2 separate regions of the Columba livia genome follow, and region 2 is linked to region 1. A link is a contact called in public Hi-C data. All regions are on one chromosome and are shown on one strand. The core of a region is the stretch at or near the end of the contact, and the rest is flanking DNA. Distances in the headings are between cores, read along the strand shown.

Region 1 (3,929 bases), core at 772-3,271:
TTAGAGAGTGCTCCCATCTGTGAGGTGAGCTTCTGAGAGAGGATAATGCTTGTGCTCATGTTTCTGCACTAGTTTCCTGTTCTCATCCAAGTGCAACTCAAGCTGTTGGTGATTATCTTTCAATCCTAGCATGTCTGGGACCTGTTATCTAAGACACAACCTCTCACCCCATACTAAGTTTTGGGACGTACAACTGGATGTTCCTGAGGTGAAGCTTTCCATGGCAGGTTATGGGGTTTTCATATTAGAAAGCTTCTTATCTCAGGAATTGGCCCCTTCCTCTTCCTCCCTTCTGTCTGCTTGACAGCCTGCCAACACGCAGGTCTTATGATTTTCCGACAGACTGTATAGATTAGGTGTTGTCCCTTTTCCTCTGTTTTTGTACATGTCTTTTTCTAGGTAATAATGGTGTGGCAGTAGCTTTCTCAAAGTGGTTGTTTTCTAATGTCACACATTGTGGGTACTTCATGGAGTGATTCTCTACCTCTTCTTCTCTGCACCCTAATTTTAAGAGGAATAATTTTGATTGCTGGGGCCATAGGAACTATACAGCTTTATTAATGAAAATATGCAGTGTAAACATACCTTAGGGTTTAACAAATGATTAATAACTGGTTTATGAATAGCTTCAAATAGTTACAAAATCAGCAGTTTATAGCTGTCCTACCTTCTGATTTTTAGATTTTTAGCTGTTTGTAACACAAGTACTGTTCATGTCTGCAGTTCACATGTCTGGAGTATTCAGTTCTCATTGTCTCTTTGCAAAGTACCCATAAAAGAGCATTAATAAATGTTTCTAACCAGGGATTCGTACTTGGTATTTGTGAGGGAGGAAGAATTTCATTTTTCTGTGCAAAAAATTGTCACTTGCACTTAGTTGAAGAAAATAAAAGAAGTTTGGAATCTGGTGGAAATGCTCCTGAAACTTCCTTCTCCTTTTGTCTTGCCCTCGCTATTTTTTGTCTACTGGCAGATCTTCTTGTTGATAGACCACTGTTTCAGTGTCCTCATTAGGATTCTCCAGAAAACTTACTTCTTCCCCTGTCTTATTGAGGTTGATGGCTGGCTTCCCATTTCCTCTTCTGGAAGTTGTCTGTTCCAATACCACAATATTAAAAATATGGATTCATTAATACAGCACTGGTTCTGGTTCCAATAAGTTTTAGTTGTAGTGAAATGGCAAGATGCTTCATGTGATTTGTCCTGGTCTACCCTAACTGTCGAGTAATAGCCAATATCAGTCAATCCTACATAGCCAGGCTCAGCCACAGACACATTCTGGCATGAACACAAATAATGAAAAATGGGTGTCGGCACCCATCCATTTTTCTGCAGCTGAATCCAGAAGTGAGCAATTATATATATTATTGTAAAGGGAAGAATCTTTCTGTCAACACCTATAAAAACTATTGAGGTATCCAATTATGTAAACCATTATCCTTCTAGAAACTGTGAATATGGAAAGAGCACTCTGTACTTGCAGAGACTTCCCTTGCAAGAGGAAAAGTGAACATCACCATGGTAGTTCTCCTAACTCACTGCCCTGTGGTAGCTTCATTTTGCACAACATTTGTAGGAGTCAGGTGAGAGGGTGCTGAGTGAAGCTAAAAAGGATTGGAGAGCTGTGCAAAAACAGAGATGATGGGTCCATAAATGAGCAGACCACTAGCCAAACTCTTCTTGGATGCTGGAGGAGATAAGCAACAGTATGATATCTCTGAAATTGAGATAATAAGTATAGGGCAAGCTGGGGCTTCCCCCTTCAACTAGGACTGATATCTGCATTTTCCACATCCATTTATTCCTTGTAGGCAGGATAAGGAAGAAAACTTTAAGCTATTTCACTCAATGGAGGTTGTTGAAATATCATACTGGTTGGATTGCTGTGAAAGGATGACTGAAGTGCCCTTTAAAGCTTCATGCAGAACAGCTTACGTTTGCCCCTGGTTTATTCTGAAACAGCTGGTCTTGCCTCAGCTAGGCAGGACTTAATGAAAAAAGGAATTAACCATGATTCTTCAGCAGCATCATCTCCCACATTGTTATGCTTGTAAAAAGAAAGTAAAACAGCAGTTAGCAACAGCCTTTTAAGAGCCTGTGAATCTCAAAGTCTCTTGCTGTTGGTAAGCGATACAGCTGCCTCTTGCAAGACTACACTGATGCCCTCTCCATCTGTATTTGTCTTGAGCAATTTGTAAATGAGAACTTGTCCTTTGTGCTATTGTAAGCTGCCTTACAGTAGTGCTGAACAAATATGCATGAAGACAGCCTTTGTCTGAAGAATGAGATGTAGTCAAAAGGCATATTCCCACCTTCAAAATGCTAGAAAATTATTACAGCTTTCAAGAGCTCTTCTTGAGTCTCAAATATTTGGAGGTTTTTCTGCCTCAGAGCTTGAGGCCTTGTGCTTTCAGAAATCTAATTGTGATTGGAGCTATGACTGTTTGAACATTCATGGATTTGATTATTCTTGAAGAATGTCCTCACTTTACATGTTCGAGAGCACATGATTTGTGGCATCATTCCCAGGGTCACACTCAAAATTCCTTTTGCATTCTTTTTCCCACACAGTGCCTGCAATGGCAGTGAACATATTCAGTATTCATCGTGCCCAAGGGGGTAAGCTAAAACCATCAGTACTATGTTTTCTTATAGTTGTTGTTATCTCTAGAAAAAGTTTCTATTTCATGAAGATAAGCTCACCAAGGAGTAATATGTGATAGGATAGACTCCTTTAATCAGTAACACGCAGTTAAGTAAACAGATGAGTGAAAACCAAAGAGGGCCAAAAATGTAATCACCTAAATGATTGCAAATAAATTGCTCAGAAATGGCCTTAGGCCTTTGAATGACTATGAAGACATCTTATACTTTTGATTAGATCCTGGACATTCTTACCTGATCTCTCCCATTTCGTATTATTACCACCAAAAACTAAATGGAGACATTCTGCAGATGTGCTCCCCTTTCCAAATCCAGAATGGCTTTGATTTTAAGGGTGTAAGTGGGAGAAAAATTCGGCTCTCCACAGGTGAGGTTCAAAGCTTGAGAAACAGATGCTGTGGTAAAACCCTGATTAGCCGAGGAACAAGAGAGACCCCATGATAACTGTGAGGTTGGGGGAATTAGGGAAACTGGCCAGATTTCAGCAGTGACTGATGGCTTCCCTTGGTTGCCATCAGTCAGCTGGGGTCCCCAGGGAGCACTGGCTTAGTGGGAAGTGGCAGCTGGGCTCCCGGACTTCTGTGATAAAGCTCATAGTCATTATGCACTGGTCAGACTTCAACACATAAAACTTTAAAACTGATTTTCAGTGTTCATGCTTTTTTCATAGACCATCAGCAGCTGTAGGAAAAATTAGAAAATTATGACAAGTGGGGGTTTCTTATAATCTGAGCTATTAGTAACAAAGAATTTGCTTCTGAATAAACTTCTGCCATATGCAGCTGCAATGCATGATCCTGTAACTGGGAAACTGCAAATATGTCAAAACCAGCAATAAATATCTACAAGTTTCTATAACAACAACAACACTGCTCAAACACCACCACAAGAAAATGCTCATTAAGGCCTAGATCTGCTTAAAATAGAGACTTAAAGAGCCTGGAGAAACTGTTTTCTTCTGAGGCTGAACTTGCCAGAGTTGATTCAGTTCTCCTGTAGGCTTGAAATCACTCAGCCAGAGGACTCCCATTGTCACAGCAGGAAGCTACTGTCTTAAAACAACATGTTTTAAATATAATAGCCTGTAATACTAAATGCTTTTGGCATCAGAACTCTAATTTAAAAAGCTTTCTAAAAAATTTCAGTTACTGGGCCAGATGTTTCTTACAATCTTTGGGAGAGGAAACAGGTATCCTGTCTCACTTTAGACAGCTTATTTACCATCTCAATTAATTAAGGCAATGCAGTGATTGGCACCATTCAGA
Region 2 (3,617 bases), core at 166-2,665, 580 kb after region 1:
TCCAATGCGGCTGCTACCTTTATAAGGCTGAGGTTGGGTACCTTACTGCTGTGCACCTCAAAGTGCCGCTGCTCATTTCCCGCCAGGATTGATACAGAGATGTTCCCGTTGGCTGCAGGGGAGTCAGCATCGCTCACCGTCAGCAGGGCCACCACGGTACCAGGAGCTGCATTCTCATCCACGGAGGCAAAGCGGGAGGTGGCTGGGAAATAGCGAAACTTCACCCGGGGCTCGTTGTCATTGACGTCAAGCAGGCGGATGAGGGCCTCAGCTCGGCCGCTCAACGCCGGCACACCTCGGTCCATTGCCTGCACCGTCAGCGAGTACTGCTGCCGCATCTCATAGTCCAGGCACTCCCGGATGCGGATCACTCCACTCTCAGGGTCCACCTCAAATGGGAGGCTGCCAGCCCCCTCCCCACCACCGCCACCATCACCTCCTTCCAGGCGGTAGCGGATGTCAGCATTGGTGCCTTCATCAGCATCCGCTGCTGCCACCTGGAGAACACTGGCCCCCACAGGCGCATCCTCAGGCACTCTTGCCTGGTAAAGAGTCTGGCTGAATATGGGTGGGTTGTCATTGATGTCCTGGACAGTGACATTGACTTGCAGGTACCCTCGCCGACGGGGCTCGCCCTTGTCCTCCACTTGCACCAATAGCTGGTAGGTGGGGGTAGCCTCCCGGTCCAGTCCACCCCGGGAAACCAGGTGTAAGAAAGCCCCTTCACCACTGGGGTTGAGGGTGATGTTGAGCCGGAAACACCCCTCCTCATTGCCAGCCACAATGCGATAGGAGCTGTGGTCCACACCGTTAGTGCCGCTGTCAGCATCAGTGGCTGTGTCCAGGATAAGCTGGCGCCCGCTGCCCGTGTCCTCCTTGAAAGTCACCACGATAGAGGGGTCGGGGAAGACAGGCGCATTGTCGTTGAGGTCGAGCACCAGGACCCGCACCTCACTGGGGTAGGTGGGCTGGCTGGAGAGCACCACCAGGTCCACCACATCGCTGGCCAGGCTTTCGCGGTCGATGGTGGCACGGGTGTGCAGCGCACCCGAGGTGGCGTTGATGGAGAAGAGGGCGTGGTGCTCGCTCAGGCGGTAGGTGAAGCCGGGGCGGGTGGCGATGGTGCCCACCCAGGTGCCGGGCGGCTGCTCCTCCAGCACCTGGAAGACCTGGCGGGGCTCCGCGGCGGCGCCCAGCGGCAGCAGCAGCAGCGACAGCAGAAGCAGAGACGGAGCCCCGCGGGTGGCGGGGGGACGGCCCATGGCGCCCCGGTGGGGGCAGCGCCCCGGAGCGGGGACCCCCGGGGGTCCGCCTCCCCCCGACAGACGCCCCGACCGCTCCCGGCCCCTTCCCTCCCTCCTCACCCGCGGAGGCTCCGCTCCCCCTGCCCCGCCGCGGACGGGGGCAGACCCGCCGGCGCGCCGCGCTCACGGGACGCTCTGCTGCTGTTGCTGCAGCCGCTGCTGCTCCTCCCGCCGCCGCCGCTCCGGGGCTGGGGGACGGCCGGGGGCGCCGCTCCGCATCGCCGCTCAACAGCCGCCGCTACCGCCGGGGACCCCGCGCTCCGTCGCGCCTCAGCAGCCGCCGCCCCGCCACCATGCCCGGGCGCTCAGCGGCTACGCGAGGCGCCGCCGGGTTTGTAATCCACGGCCGCGGCGCTCGCCGCCGCCCGGCCCCAACTTTGCCCGGCGCTCATTGATCCCTTCCCTCTTGACGCCCGGGACAGGCTACCCCCCGGCCTCCCATTGGCCGCTCCGCCCACCGCCGTCCCGCCCACCGCCCCGCCCCGGCCGCCCGGCGGGGGCCCCTGGGCACCTGGGGTCTGTCCCGGCCCCAGCGCACCGGGAGGCGGCCGCCGGGGGAGGTCGCCCGTCCGGTCGGCTCGGGAGCGAGACGAAGCTCCACGCCGAAAGGCGTTCGCTGTTGGCTTGGACTGGGGGAGAGTCGGGGCGGCGGAGACCCTTCGGTCGGGCTGGGGCGTAGCGGCTGCGCTCCTGCCCCTCCACACCGAGGGACGTGGCGGCGGGAGCTGCGTCTTATTTTTAAAGCAGATCTTGCAGGAAATCAGGGGCTGCGCGGCGGCCGAGGCGTTTTATCCACGGGAAGATGCTCCGCTGTGCCGCGATAAACTTCCAAGTACACGTAGCCCAAACGGCGGCGCGGTGCGGGGCAGCGCGGAACCCGCCGCCCCCGCCAGCCCGGCCGCCGTGCTCCAAGCGCGGGCCGGGAGCGCCCTCTGCTGCCCCGCACCCCGCCGCTCGGCCCCGCAACCGGCCGCCGGAGGGGCTGGGGGGGGTCCTCGCTGCCCCTCCGCTGCCCTGGTGGGAGAGGTGAAGCATCATTCGGGTGCAGAAGCATCCCATGAAAACTGCATCCTGTGGTCTCGGTGAGATACCCTCCCGACCAAGAGCCAGCGCTTTCTTTCATCCGGAAAAAGCAGTGCCTTTAAGTCAGCCAAAAGCCCTGACCCTGTCTGCCTGCAGTCACTGCCAAGCATAAGGGTAGGGATGTCCCCAAAGCCAGCAGTCCTGGTAGAAGCAAAAGTCTAATTTTGAATTCACCAACCATTAAACGTAAGCAGGGATGTAAACATGGTGGTCAACCAACCTGTAGGCAACAATCGAGCTGGCAAAGTAAATATATCATAGCCACGTAACAAACCATCAAATAGGGAGTTTAGTGGCCCTTCCTTCTGCTGTAGTTCATGAACCTGGCAGTGGATTTTTCAACATGGAAAAATAAGAAAAGAGAGACGTTAGGGGAAAAGAAATAAGGAGATGGTATGAGTAATGTGGAGTTGTGAGAAGAGCACTATCCATTACTGTGAGGATAAGGTGTCAAAGGTGCTTTTTTCTCCCCTGTTCCCCTGGATATGATGAAAAAATGGAGCTCAAATAAACATTAGCAGAAGTCTTGTCTGGAAGCAGTTAGCAAGGAAGAAGTGGTGGTTCCTGTCCCTGGATGGTATTGTCATCTAATGCAAAGAGGTACTTCGGGCCATTAACTCCGACAAATCCCTGTTTCCTTTAGAGGATGGATTTGGCAGCCAGCAGCCTGGGGAGCTACATGCCCATGGGCTACAGGCTGGTGGGCACCGCAGCCAGCTGGGAGGGTCAGTGTGGTCAGGCAGCCTGTTGCCCAGCACTCCTACCTGCATGGCCACCCCGTGTCACCGCTGTTATCTCCCGGGACCTTTCCTCTCAGACACAGCAGTCCTCAGCCTGTATTTAGCTCTGCACTTTCCAGTGTCTGCTACTGACTTGGAGAAGGACTTTTTCGCCTCAAAGTGCTCTGCTTTCGCTGCACTAGTGAGTTCAGTAGGAGATAGCAATTTTATTCTTGCAAGAAGCTGGACAGTAAACAGACATGACAACTGAAAGGGGATGGTTGGTTCTGTCTGACTGCCTGGATCCCATAATGCTGTTACAGTCTGCACCAGTTCTTTGATATTTAACTCCATCTACAGGCGTGCAGCGACCCTTGCCTGCAGTGAGCAGTTCAGTAGGTCTTCTCAAAAGGCGGCCCTGTGTATCTAGGTGACTTCTTTGTCTTTAAAAAATGCACCCAGTTTAGATGAGGTGCTTAGAATCAGCAGAAAAAAGACCAATAATACTGTA

Evidence for each region. A called contact is a pair of places that touch in the nucleus more often than the background predicts.
Region 2: a Hi-C map of crop shows a contact between it and region 1, with 4 times the contacts expected there. The contact joins the promoter of FAT4 here to the enhancer-like site in region 1. A contact is called at or near these places in 2 of 2 Hi-C or Micro-C datasets (crop and liver).

The regions. Positions count from the first base shown.
Region 1 is chr4:64,546,775-64,550,703 of bColLiv1.pat.W.v2, forward strand. No RefSeq gene overlaps it. Among named protein-coding and RNA genes, the nearest start is that of INTU, 360 kb to the left of the region's middle. Within about 2 kb of position 2,022, at least 1 of the 3 cell types and tissues checked has an H3K27ac peak away from gene starts, as active enhancers do.
Region 2 is chr4:65,124,891-65,128,507 of bColLiv1.pat.W.v2, forward strand. It overlaps FAT4 (FAT atypical cadherin 4), which reads right to left and starts at 1,416. Exons shown (of 17, transcript XM_021292324.2): 1 at 1-1,416. The coding sequence starts at 1,262.